Linked DNA regions of Anser cygnoides: region 1 is linked to region 2. A link is a contact called in public Hi-C data. All regions are on one chromosome and are shown on one strand. Each heading gives the region's core, a stretch centred on a gene start, on an enhancer-like site or on the middle of the called end of the contact. The rest is flanking DNA. Distances are from core to core; before and after follow the strand shown. Region 1 overlaps ST6GALNAC3 (ST6 N-acetylgalactosaminide alpha-2,6-sialyltransferase 3). Region 2 overlaps ST6GALNAC3 (ST6 N-acetylgalactosaminide alpha-2,6-sialyltransferase 3).

Region 1 (7,074 bases), core at 1,897-4,396, 73 kb after region 2:
TCTGTGCCGAGACACACAAGGGAATTCTCTGTACCAGCTTCCTGGTGATTACACTGACCTGACCTACTTCTTATCCAGAAGCCAGTTACATCCTGGGTTTGATGCTCACAAGGAAGCCTGCTCTCACCAAAGTTAAAATATGCATGGGGAAAGGGCAGAGTGCAGAAGAGGAATTCATTCCTGGCAGGCAATTAGTGGAAACCCTGATGCAAGAAATATAACGTCATTGTCATATTAACACAGAGCTCCATGTAACAAAAACTACTCCTATTTTCTTTCAAGCTTTCCCTGAAGGAAAGAAACAGCCCGAGGAGCCTTTAATTCCACGCAGCCGGTACCTACGCTCTAAAGAGCATCTCCCAAAACTGGAGCAAAGCATGTATTTCAAGAGAAGTAGCCCCTTTCTCCTTAAACACTCATGGTGATGTAAGCCCACTCTCTCCCTAGGGCACTGGTCCTACGCTGCATCCCTCGAGCACAGTGAAAACTAACAAGAGTCACTAATGACATATTTGCTACAAAGTGTAGGCCTGTTCCTGATGGTATTACTAGACTTATTAGCAGTATTTGTTACTGTTCAGTAGGTCCTGCTGCACTGCTGACTAGCAGCAATCAGTTACATGCGGCTGCTTCTGTTCAGACTTGGCTGCAGTCTTGCTTTCAGTTGGTGAAAGTGAATTCTTTCTCTCCCTTTGCTGCGTTTATGCATGTAGCTCAATTCTCCCCACATTGATTTCAAGACCTCAGGGCAGGACATATTTCTTTTATGACTTTTAATTGTTCTACATGAATTCATATGCATACTTGTAAAGTGCATCTGAGATGAATATACAAACACATTATCTAGTAAGCTACATGAGTGTGAGCAAACTACAAGCAAGCTGAATGAAAGATGGCAGCTCTGACAAGTATCAGAGACAGGACAATTTTCCCAAACTTATGTCTCATTTAGTTTTCCATTTCTGCTTTCCTACTTTTATTCTGCCACTGAATTGCCTCACTTCAGCTCCCCCTCTCAAGTCCTCTTGGCTCTTTCTCCCCCTCTCTCAGACTCAACCAAGAGGCGATCTCCCCAGCTCGTGCAGTGGGCTCGCAGCCTGACATTGCTTTCACATTGCTACTGCAGCAGTTAGCACTCAATCTCCACGAGGACGAACAGTGCCAAGAACACCAATGCAAAGCAAATAAAATGAGAAAGTGGGATGGGGTGGGAAAAAAAGGGAAGACTGGGATGATATAACAGCCCCTGTTTTTATGTGCAACATACGGCAGCTAAACTCAGCTCTGTGATGTAAAACAGGAGTGACATCTGCACTTTCAGAACGTGTGGCCTAATCCCTGCTGGAATCCCTAGTGCTTAATCCATCAACTACCACACACAGATTTAGTATGTGCTGCCAGGTAGTAATTTGCAACACTTCCAGGCACAAAAATCATCAGGATTGGACAATACAGCTAAGAACATGGGGAGATTTTTGTGTTTGTTCTTACCCCTCTTCTCAGAGACGTCCTTCCTCCCTTGTTTTAATTCATAAAAAATCAACCCTACCAACTAAAAACTTAATCTCACCCTGAGTATTTTGCCAATGTGACCACAGAAATATCGCTGAACCTAACACAAATTTGAGGCCATGTGGGTCTAAACTTCTCATTAGCAACAAAACCAAAAAGAACCTCACACAGTGGAAGACTAGAACCAGATCTCCTTTACTGCAAGTGGCAGAGGAGTTTCACAGGGAAATTTCTAGGAAGGTTTTTCAGTTCTGGATCATGCCATCTTCTGCAGTTCAGAACAGCCCTGAAGTCTTACCCCCTGGGTCCCTCCTATTACTTTAGATGTAGATCATGAGCAGTTATAACAAGGGAGTGCTTCTCAGCCATAGTAAAACAGACTGTGTCATGCCCCAAGCATTTGGAAAGCAAAGGTTGTTTCCCTTTCCTTCCTACTGTTCTTTCCTTTTAGAAAGTGCAGGAGTAAGTAAAATAAATTGCTGTACAAAGGAAGAGGCAAGGAAAGATTATTCCCTTTGGGAAGGACAGCAAACAGTTAATCTGAAACAAATGTAAATAATTACCTCCAGTCTTCAGTTCCAACAAGTAAGATCTAAATTGCATGCAGTTCAACGGGTTTCTTTGCTTTACTTTTACAAGTTCCATACAAACATTATGCCAGAGGCCCACTTGAAGCATCAATACATTGCAAATGTGATGCACTAACCACAGCTCAGTGGAGCCCATTCGCAAGAGCCCAAACTGAAGTGAGGAGCACTTTGATAAAAAACTTCTGATGATTAAGAGATGGAGAAATAAAATTCCAGGTCCATCACCATACTTGGACCTCCTAATTCACAGGATAACTTTCCTTAATATTGTCCTGGACTATTCACAGTATATTTTGAATATGCTACGTGGGCTACACCACATTGGCATTTCAAGAAAAATGTTTTGAACTTTCATAAAAGTAACTCATAAAAGTAACCTCATTTTATGGCTGCATCCCTCATCAGACAATTTGGCACTGACTGCCACTGGTCATCAAATTTCTTCCCTTTTCAGTCACATTTTAAAGGCAGAAGCTACAAAGAATAATATCCCAGAATATGTCAGCTCATTCATTGACCAAGACAGTCTCATATATTTTATTCGACTAAAGTCAAACCTCTTCTGTGCCTCTCATTTCCAAAGGTACAAACAGACAACAAGCATTTTCCATCCAATTCTTGGCAGAGCTGCTTTAAACACGACAAAGTCATTCTGTTTGCCAACTCATCTACCAAGTAGTTTCTTTCGAAATGGAATGACCCTCACTGCAGTAAATTTTTAGGTGTAAATGCAGTCAGACTGCCCATAGTTGCCAAACTAAGAGCTATATGTTTATGAATAGTTCTGTTCAAGTAAGCAGAGAATGCAAGACTAGATGTTTATTTTATTTTTATTGATGATAATGTTTCTGTCCGATGGAAGGCTAAAAGCTTAAATAAAAAGCCTCCTTGAAGTGAAGGTCAGCACAATCAGATACTTAAAACTCAAGGTTTACCTCACTGTATGAAGGTTAGTAAAAGAAACCATCAGAGACTACTTAGCACGATGTTACTAATGCAGAAAAGCTTGCATAGCACCGCAGCAACAGATTTTTGCATAGGCTTGCTGCAACATTTAGAGTGCCAACACAACACCAATTTAACTGTTCTAACTGTTCACCATCCAAACAGTTATCAACAGCAATCCTGAGCAGGATGGCTTGGTATGTGAGTTAACAGTATATCCAGGCAAATGGACTTCTATTATGACTGCAGAAACAAAAGACAGTGGTGTAATTTTGGTACCTACTGAGGAAGTATTTCCATGCACTAGACCAGTATTTGAAAATTAATACATCTTAAATGTTATAAAATACAAAAACGCCTGCTTAAGAACTCAGTAAACACTATATTGAAAGGATTCCTTCAAACACCCTATCCTTTCAAATCAAATTACAAAGTGATGTCTTTAATTCTGTACTGAAAATATTCCAAAATCATTGTCAACTGCATGCAAGCCAAATATTGACAGACTCAGGTTACTGTTGTACATAACCAGTGGACTTTTGCCTGGAATCGAAAAGATAAATAACAGTGCTGTGCTTCCAGATGTCCCAGGACTTAGTTACAAATTAAATAATACATCACCTTCTTCAAGGAGAGATCATGTTGCTAGAACTCCATGAAATGTTTGATCTAGCTGCAGACTAACTGCAGACAGACATCTCCACAGTGTTATTGTTATTGACAAAACTTCCACAACAGGGACACAACCTAATAAACCAGAAGGATCAATTATTTCTGTGTTACATTCTTTACCACCTCTGTTCTCCAAGCCCTTTAAGTAATTTCTTTAGGAATAATTCAAAGCAATGGCAAAGAGTCCTTGGAAAAGTATGCTTAACTTTATCAGACTTCTGGAGACTTGTAAGCTAAGCTCTGATATTTATCAGCATATTCTACAGTCTATATAGCACTGGCTTATATTAAGTATTTTAATATAAGTAATACTTATATTAAGTATTTTCTCGGCAATTCTACAAAAACTATCCTCTTTTGATGATGTGGGATCACTTCAGTATCTGAGGAGAATATCATCCCCATCTCCCCCACGTCCTCCCCAGCTTACATCCTCAGAAGGTGGCTCCAGCCCATGCATCGAGGGAGAGGAGCAGCGGGTCCCGGACTCAACTGCTTCAAACAGCCACTGCGTCTGCATCTGTATGCCGGCGCCATATTACATTGAGAGCTCCTTCAAAAGCAAAACACTGATAAAATACCAGCAGTACGTCATTGGATATCTGTCGTCATAAAGTTTTCTGATCCCATTTATATAAAACTGACTAAATGCTGAAACTTTGCACAAGCATGCTCTGCTCTCCTCCATTAGTTACTCCAAACACTTCATCAGCAACGTGAAGGTATCCAAAAAAATTTCCTTTACAAATCTTTTCTTGCACAGCAGCCAATACAGATCACAATTCTTGTAACCATCATCTTTTATCAGTGCACTAATTTTATGCCTTCTTTTTTTAAAAAAAAATAAAACATGGAAGCTCTCTAGACACTGCTTTCACTGGCTCTCACAAAAGAGTATCGTACACAAAATTTGCTAGTGTATTGGTAGTTGGTCTGAAATTAATGTGATGTTTGTCATTGTACCTATTGACACAGAGCTGCTAGGAGAGCGCAACCTCCCACATTTCAGATCCAGCTGCTGAACATCCACCTGGCACGTCCAGCAAGGTAGCACAGCTGGAACGACTGCCACCTGGGAGCAGGCTGAACAACACGTGCAGAACGGACTTGTGCAGATACCCTTCTGGATGGTGGGAAACTGCAACAACATTTCTGGTCCTTGTTTACCTCAGAGGGAGAATCACGTACCAACACCCGTTAATTAAAACCCTGCCTGATCCTTTATTCAACAAAGGCATCAAGTTTGCTTTTCCTTAACCCATATGCCAAAGTGGGTGTTTAGCGATGGAAGTGTTAGGTGTTTAACACTCCTCAGAGTTACAGGCTTAGATCCTATCAGCAATCTAGCAAATATGCTGAACTTCTTTAAATGTACTACACGAAAACTTTCAGTAGAATGAAAAAAAAAAAAGGTGGATGCTAAGAAGGCACAGTACTAGAAGGTAGCAAATCATGTTTGCCAAATTTTAGCCAGCTTAGACCAACATTCTACTCATGTTGATACAGAAATTAAATAATCGATCCTCCTCCTGAAAAAGGCCAAGAATTATATTGTGCCATTAAAAGGGAGGGGAAAAAAAAAAAAAAGGCCAGCTTAATTCTTACAGCGAACATAAAGAAAGAGTAATTACAGAACTACTGGATGGAAAACAATCACAGTATTTTAGTTAAAGAAGCTGAAACTAAGTTGTATAATGTACTCATCTGTTGTTTGTCATAATGAAGGCAGTAATTTGTTCCAATACCATTTAAGTATCTTAAATCATTTGGAATGCATGGTAAACTTCACGACAGCATTGCAAACATTTAAAAAGCTATAATTTTGTTGGGAATCCAAGTTCGGGATTAGGATGGCAACAACAGAGTGCAATTAAAGGGAGACACTTCACTAGCAAGATTTCCACGAGGGGTTCAGGGGCGGGGAGGGAATGCTGTTCCCTTGGAAACTAGTCCACATGTTTAGTTGCAATGCTTAATATGGATTAGATGGCACAGTTACTATGAAGCAAATATAATAATTATTCTTTAAACTGAACAAATCTAGAATACAAAAATTTCCACTCTGAGAAACATAGAAGGATACGCAATCAAAAGATGAAAGCAAACAGCAGAAGTGCACAACCAGAGCACAAGAGAACAGCCACCAGCACCCACGCTGTAAAAACAACAGGGAGAACAAATTCCACGTGTGTCCTCCTTTGTGAGGAGTGACCGTCACAAGCAGAGTTCAATCTTCTGTTTCTTTGTTCTCCCTACAGTCGTTACTGGAAAGATGCTTTTCACATAGCATAGGTCTTAGAAACAGGCTGCACTTCAGGAGAGCAAAATTCATTTAAAGGCATTTCTGTTAATATATATGTATCTTTTACAGGGTCCACACACAAGATAGTTACCAAGAAGCAAATTTTCATAACAAAAAAAAAGGAATTAAGAAAATACTATCCAATCATCTTTGCTATTAGTTGAGCTAATACTTTACCTGTATCCTGGAAGACCAAGAATGCCCTCTGCACTTGAACAAGCAGCTCAGTAGTGGGTCACAGCCTTCAAGGGGCTTTTAAACATAGAATTTCCTGACTGAATGGCCATAAGACCTTCTATAGGATAGAGCTATAGTGGGCATATGTTTTAACTGGAAATATTTTAACCCCCCAGAACCATCTAGAACGCACTTATGAACACCCTTGATTTTGTGATCACAAAAGTACTAAGAGGGAAAAAAATGTCAGCAAAAGCACTGCAGCAGTAAGTTGCCCTACAGACATCTATGCACACAATTAAGTCTTTGAATACTCGCTCAGACAGTCTCCACACACCGCTCTAGTGGAAGTCAGTTACAACTAAGGGCTAAAGGCAAAAAAAAAATCTGACTTTGTGCTGAAGTCAACCTTTAAAAGAGAGAAAAGTAGTGCAGAGTTTTCATCATTTCCCTTGCACTGCTGAATTACGGGAACCAACAGAAAGATTAGGAGTAAGAGAATATTTAAATCAGTGGGTTTTTTTAAGCACTTGAAACTACCGTACATCTGTGAAAAAATATGATAGAAAGAGAAACCTGTTTAGGTTTTAAGTCATTGACAGATCAAAGTTGGCCCTAGTCTGAAAGTTTATTTAAATCAGTTCTTGATAGAATAAATTAAATTTTCAGATACAGGATGCAAAAATCCAATAGAAAATTGATCTCCAAAAACACATCTGTTACATGAAATGTTCCCTGACTACCAGGCACCTAAATAAATGTCAGCTCTCCTGACAACTCCACGCTAAAGACATGCACTCATGACAGAGCAGAACCACAGCGGTCAAGTTAAAACCAAGTTACAAGCTTCTATGCAATGAGCAGCTTGCCAGTCCT
Region 2 (6,905 bases), core at 1,865-4,364:
TTCCAAATCGTACAAGCAGATGATGCCAATTAGAAAGCTGCACTTCAGAACCAAAATCGTCTGGTTCCAGATAATATTTTTGCAACAGGAGAAACGGATGAAATAAAATTATCTTCTAAAATAAGGGCCATAGCTAAAGACTACTCAGACTCCAGGGAGAAGAGCGTTAGGAACACAATTCTCATTAAAAAGATGTTTCAACCATACCATCATCAATAAGCCGTGAAGAATAAATGTAGGAGCAGAAGTAGAAATAATGGAACAGTTTAAGGATAGAGACTGGAAATGATTATGCACTAAAAACATCACTAACTTAAAAATAATTAAGCAAAGAAAACAAATTCATCACCACCGATGTAAGGCCTTCAGAGCTCTGACAGCCTGAAGTTTTCTGCTCTGCAGCGTGCCACGCGAGGCTCACTGCAAAGCCCTGCTTATCCAACTAACTGCACTGCTCAGTAGTTCTACCTAATTAACAGCATGGCAATGAACGAGGCTATAGGGAGCATCTATATGTAAATACACCAAAAATATGCTAGAGAACATTAAATGCGTAAAATCAAGCATTGAAAATTTAGGCAAGTGTCAGAATTAAGGTTGCTGTGCAGCCCTAATTGGGCAACCTTGTGTGCACACGTTATGATACTGCCTTTAATTACCCAACCACCTACTATTTTTTCCACTGGACCCCTGCCTGCAGTGACTGGCATAACGAGCTGCTACTCAATGCCTTTGTTTTCCTGTTATTATTCAATGTGTCCCCATGCCTCATTTATTGAGCACTATTCACACCCTGCTCTGAGACTTATTAATTTCTGCCTGGGCTGGTGTACAGCACTTTAATTCTAGTAGCTCCTCACTCCTCAACTACCTTTCTAAGGAGAGACAGGAGAAGATTGTATTAACCCTCTTCAGCAGAAGGGTTCTGACAAATTAAGGTGAAAGTTGTAAATTAAATCTAGAAGTGCACATTCACTGACAGACAGAATCCGAGGCAATTAAAATTCTTTGCTAATTTGTATATTCAAATAATTTCCGTTGACTTGAGCTATCTCTGTGAAAGATCAGTGCTTCATAAATCAGACCCAAGGGTCTCAAACTAAGCATTCAGAAAGTAAACAACACACAATTAGTAAAAGGCATGGCTTGATTAGTTTGGAATCATACAGAAATTCTGGAACAGAGACTGTCAGCATTAATGCTGAACTCTTGCAGCCTCGCCTTCCATTCCCGTAACGTCCTGTCTCCTTCACACATTGCCTTTATTCAGCAAATTAAGCAGCAGTCCTAGAAACTTTCTTTATACATTTCCAGCTGACACCAGAAACAGTGAAATCCGGACAGTGAATGAGGCTGAAGTTGTTCCACCATGCACAGCCATGAATACATCACAGAAGTCTGAATCAGAAGTGGACAGGTGATTTTAGTTATGGCATGTCCCAATTCCTGAATCTTGACTTTGAAGCCCTATTAGCATTATGTCAGCTTCAAAGATACATAATCATACCAAAAAAGAAGGAAGTCTGCTCACAGCACGAGAATGACACCTCTGTTGCCCATGGCAGGGCCACAACCTTCCTGTCCGCTACACAGATTTCAGGCATTTTCAGCATTTTCAGGAATATGGCAGTAGCAGAATACCACCCTCAGCTTTAGTAGGCATGCTATTTTTCTTCTTTCATTATAACCTCAAGATTGGTTTTAGGAAAAATATTTTTCCAACTAGCTCTAGTAAAAATAATGTATTTTCCCCAATCAACAAACATGTCATTAAAAAATAAAATATTCATATTAAGGAAGCATCCAAATTTTTGAGCCTAACATGCACCTATCTTCCAAAATTCAGTATATGCTGAATAAATAAGTACCTAATAAATACCTACTGAATAAATAAGTACTTAATAAATACCTAAATAAGACGTATTTAATAAGACTATGTTCTAAATTGCTATTTGGGCCTTTCACTCACCAGGCCTCCTTTAGAGAACACAAGTTGTTTGCTGGACATACAAGCCCCACGGGCACCATGAAATAAAGGTCTAGAGGTCAGAACGGTGGCCTCGGACTCAGGAAGTCCAAATTTTGGCCTGGCCTGCTGCCGATTTCCTTTGTGGTCTCAGGTAAACAGCAACCTCAAGGTCTCGTTTTCCCAGGCTGCAAAATGGGATCGATTCTTAACCTCAGAAAGAACTGCATGCACTTGTTACACTACTGCTATTGGAAAAGAGCCTCAGAGGTCTCCCCAAGTAAAACAGCGTGAGAAGGCAAAGTATTAGCGTGGTCCATTTCGTTAGAGAAATGTCATTCCCCGTTTGCTCCCCGTACATGGAGAGGAGCGGAGCTGCACTGCCAACCTTCCCGGCATCGCCCTGCGGGGAGCGAGCGCAGAGCGGCTCCTCAGCTCCCAGCATCCATGGAGGGAGAACCTGCGGCACCAACACGTGAAACTTAAAATGAACTAAGCTGCATTTTGCAAAGTCCTTCTAATTTAATGTGGGTTTAGCTACCAGTCAACTCTAGACATAATAAATCCAAACGCAGGGATCCTACAGGGGAATGATGGAGAAAGATTTTCTCACGTGCTCTGTTCCCATGCCCTGAAGGTGCTGGGATATTAGAAAAGGTAATTTAAGACAGTAAAATTTAAAAATCTGTGTAAATATACTCAAAAGTATAAAGAGGTCATCTCACTGCTAGTAAAACATAGCTAGCAAAGTGACAGAAGTTTTTCTTATTGATTATATTTCTTTTATATGAACACTACAGGAACTGCAGGGAAAAAATTTAAAATCAGACAAAATCGTTTCTGAAGACAGGTTGTTCTCCCATTAGCTCTGCAGAACATATTAATCCTGAAAGAGTGATATTTCCTTTCAGTTTTGCATAGCAGTGTGTACAAATAAAAATGTTAACTGCCAGGACATAATTTTCAGTATGCTTGTCTTACTTCAGATGTGTGTTTTCTGCTTGGAGCACAGCTGTTCATATATCCCAACACGAGCTTCACTGCCGTAAATATCTTTTCTATTGAGGGCTACATTCCCAAAGTGCTGCACAGGGGCCACACGTAGTGCTAATGTGAGCTGTGTGCATGCAAATCCATGCACGGCACTTAGAAAATGCAGACCATGGACCTTGACCCCAGAACTTCGCCACCGAACCAGAATTGCTCTATTTAATGCTGTGACTGTGACATAAATCAGGTTTTTCAAAAGGCTTTTATTCAGCTAAAAGAACTCATTCTGTGAGAAAATCCAAATAGATCATGCTGCAGAGCCACGTTAATGAAGCAAAATTACTCCAAGCAACCTGGAAAACAAAATAATTTAGAAACTGAAGGTAAGATTGGCTGAGGTTTATTGCCACTTTTTTTTTTTTTTTTTTTCCAGCAGTAGAAGTCAGTGTGTGTGTTTAGCTCAATTTCTTTACTTCTGGATATCAAAACAAAGTCCTTTGCCTGTCAGCATAACACAGCTGGCAGCACCATTGCCTCTGTGCTAGAAGGTCAGAGATGCGCAGCTCTGACTGAGACATGGGCTCACATCCAATGCTGATGCTGCAGCAGCGCTTTTGGGGGACAGCGTTGCACAGTTAGAGCTGTCTGCCTTCAGATGAGCCATTAAATCAAGGTCATTTCTGCCCATCAGTGGGGACCACCTGGGTGAAAGGTAACAATCCCATGGTAATTTTCACCACAGTAGGACATAAGCACAATGGTCTTCACAATATTTGCTCCTAACAAATAGCTTCTGCTATCAGGTTCTTTGGAAGCAATTGTTAAGCAAAATAATAGAAATCCACGGGGCTTTCCAAACAATGGAGATGATATTGCCCTCCTTGCTTTGCAAAGCTTCCCGTGTTTAGGAGGCAGGGTAGCATACTTCTAGGCACAATGAGAGGAATCAGTACAAATGTAGAGTAATACATTTTGTGTAAATGCAGAATATACTGTAAGTATTTAGAAACATGGATTTGTGAATTTCAAGTTTCCTAAAGGGAAATTTGCAGCAATAATTATCAAATTAAGTTAGAATCATTCATCCAGTCTGCCGCTTCAGGGAGAAGCAAAAATGCAAGAAACATAAGAGTATGGGAAATTAAAGAAAAGCTATTTCTACACCATTTTCTTCTGAGCCCAGCAGACAAATTCAGTCTATGGCTGGTGTCAAAGGTGGCAGTTGGTGGCCATCTACTCCCTCTGTGCCCCAGCACTGCAACCGCAGGGAGAGAATCTGATGAACCGACACAAGCATTTTTTCAGCTTTCATAGGATAAATCTATATTGTAAGATCAAGAGCAGAAAGAAAGAATGGTTCAGCTAATGATGGATGTCAGGCTGTCTTTCTGAAAGTGGTGAGATATCACATAATATCTTCAGTAAGAGCTAGAACAATACAGGATGGCATGAAAGGACGGTGCACTGCACACCGGGAACACGGGCAGTCACAGAAACCCTCCCTTCGGAGCAAGGATTCCAACCATTCTTCATGGGCTATGACCAAGCTAGAGGATTTCTGCTCTTGTTTTTTATTCAGACACTGTCAGAACCGAAGATGAGGGACAATCGCAAGCCAAGAAACTTCTGGGTACAAAAAGAGATTTGATTAAAATAATTAATAGAAATCTGAATTGCTTTGTAGGCAAGAAATAATGCAGCATGATTTTCTTCCCAAAGAAGCTCTCAAAAGGAAATTGAGAGGAGTTGCATCTTTTCAGGTATTGATAAAATACGGCTCTTCTTTGTGTTAATTTGAGTAATCCTAGGCAGGTTGCAAGGAAAGAAATATGCTGCTTTATTCATTCGTGTGACAAGTAAAATAAGAATGGAAGAAAATCAGCTGAAAGGCAAACTGGACTAAAGTTATCTTTCACCACAACTGAAAATAAGAAGCCAAACCTAATATATACACAGTTGAGAGTGAAATAAAATTAGGCATACAAATAAAAACACCACTTCTGTAAAAATAAAAAAATATGCATATACTTAATATCCAGCATGGGAAAAATTCCAGTGAAGTTACAATTAGATTTTGAGAGCAATTTCAGTAGCAACCTATTTCACTCCTATAACTCTATAATGATTTCATCAGTAACAAATTCTCTAGGTAGTATCACAGTGGAAAATTTAAGGATGGTGCCATTAAATAGCATCTGTAATTGTTACAATCAACTGCATATTACAAAAAAGGGTGCATTTGTGGATTGGACTTCCACCAATTTGCCAGATTAACGTTTTGCTGAAAGTACCTCTCAGAGCCTTCAAGAACCTATTACCTATAGACCAAAGCTCATGTCAAGCTCATTTTCTGCTGCAAATGAAACCAGGCATCCTTTCATAGTAGGATTTATATTACAACCACAAATATCACTGACTCCCATAAACAGTTTAGTTACAATGGTGCAAAATATGGATTTTTAAAATATCGCTGAGTGCAGGGTTGAGTATAACAGCTGTTGATATATGGATGTTTCCTGAACTCGTTTGAGTCACCTCTGCTTTTAAACTATTGCAGGAAGCTGTGAGCAGTGCTTTGCAAAGGGCAACAGAATTTGGGTATGAATCAGACAAAATACCAAATCTAGTGAACAGGAAGAGAGCCATACAGACACACGCGTGTTCCACAAGGCATGAGAACCTGGGGCTTCATTTCCAGTGATACTGGGAGCAGAACACACAAGCAATCAAGAACACATTGCCCTTCCCACATCCTCTAAGTCATTAAATAATAGTTCTACCTCTGTGCAGAACACATTGTTGGGGTTTTAATTATTTTTTAAGATTTTCCCATCTCAAATACATAGAAAGTAGTAGAAATCCAGGACATTCTTACATAGACAAATACCTCATTGCATCCAGAAATAACTAAGGGTTATGTACCGAGACACTCATATTGGAAAGAAACAAAAACGCTGCATTCCTAAATCCTCTAGTAATTTAAACATTTAAAGAGATTTTAAGAAGTATTACACTATATCATCTACTCAGTCACATCTAATGTAGAAATGCCTGTTAGTGATATGTGGTTGCTAAAATTATATTTATGTTTATAAAGATGTTGCCAGACGAACTAGATTTTTCAAAGAAAGAAGACATTTAGTGAGTGAAGGGGAATTACTAGATGCACTTTCAGATTTAGTAAAGATTGATAAAAAAGACTGATTTTCAGGAATCCAGAATACAACTTCCTAGATAATTGCATAAGTAATCCAAAAGTACAAGAACTATAAATATACATAGAAATCAAGTGTTTATGAACATAAAATGAACAGCTAATTTCTTAGCATATCTTGCACACTTCATTATGAAAACTGTTCCTCAAATGAACAAAAACATTTAAACTGCAAGAATGCTAATGAAAACTGAAGGGAAAAATGGCCCAAAATCTTATTTTCAACAACAACTCAAACTGCTCATCTGGACTGAAACAAACAAACAAACAAAAAACACTTTGCCTTTAAGTTCTAAACCCTTTTTAATTGGCCTCATACAACACAAATCTTTGCGATCTTCTTGTTAAATCTGCCTTATCTTTACAAATGTTCTTCGGTAGAAAATAAACAGCATTTACAGAGAGTGGAAAAGCATGAGGGAAGTACCCAGCTGGGCATCATCCTGGGAAACTGTGAAGTAATTCATCTCATGCATAAGATATCCAAGATGTTTTAGGAAAAATAAATCCCGGGTAATTTGGTATCTAGAAGCAGAGGTAATGATATGTCGTCTGCTCCCTCATTACAGCTGAATCCCATGCAGAGTTCTGGGAAGCTGAGATAGCTGAGATGTGAGAAGCAGGTAGACCGCTGCTATGCATGAATTAGGAAAAATAAGGAAGAGATTTGCTTGATAACACGGTGATAAAGGTGAATCTGGAAGCATCTGTTTACACTGGAAGAAAGAAGAGAAT

What was found. Hi-C and Micro-C count contacts between places; a contact is called where the count stands out from the background.
Region 1: a Hi-C map of liver shows a contact between it and region 2, with 6 times the contacts expected there. The contact joins two enhancer-like sites. A contact is called at or near these places in 3 of 7 Hi-C or Micro-C datasets (granulosa cells and liver).

Annotation. Positions count from the first base shown.
Region 1 is chr8:21,976,570-21,983,643 of Taihu_goose_T2T_genome, forward strand. The region is part of intron 1 of ST6GALNAC3 (ST6 N-acetylgalactosaminide alpha-2,6-sialyltransferase 3); the gene reads right to left. Among named protein-coding and RNA genes, the nearest start is that of ST6GALNAC3, 58 kb to the right of the region's middle. Within about 2 kb of position 3,147, at least 1 of the 3 cell types and tissues checked has open chromatin away from gene starts, as enhancers often do. A contact at or near this core is called in liver, where this site is marked.
Region 2 is chr8:21,903,502-21,910,406 of Taihu_goose_T2T_genome, forward strand. The region is part of intron 2 of ST6GALNAC3 (ST6 N-acetylgalactosaminide alpha-2,6-sialyltransferase 3); the gene reads right to left. Among named protein-coding and RNA genes, the nearest start is that of ST6GALNAC5, 110 kb to the left of the region's middle. Within about 2 kb of position 3,115, at least 1 of the 3 cell types and tissues checked has open chromatin away from gene starts, as enhancers often do. A contact at or near this core is called in liver, where this site is marked.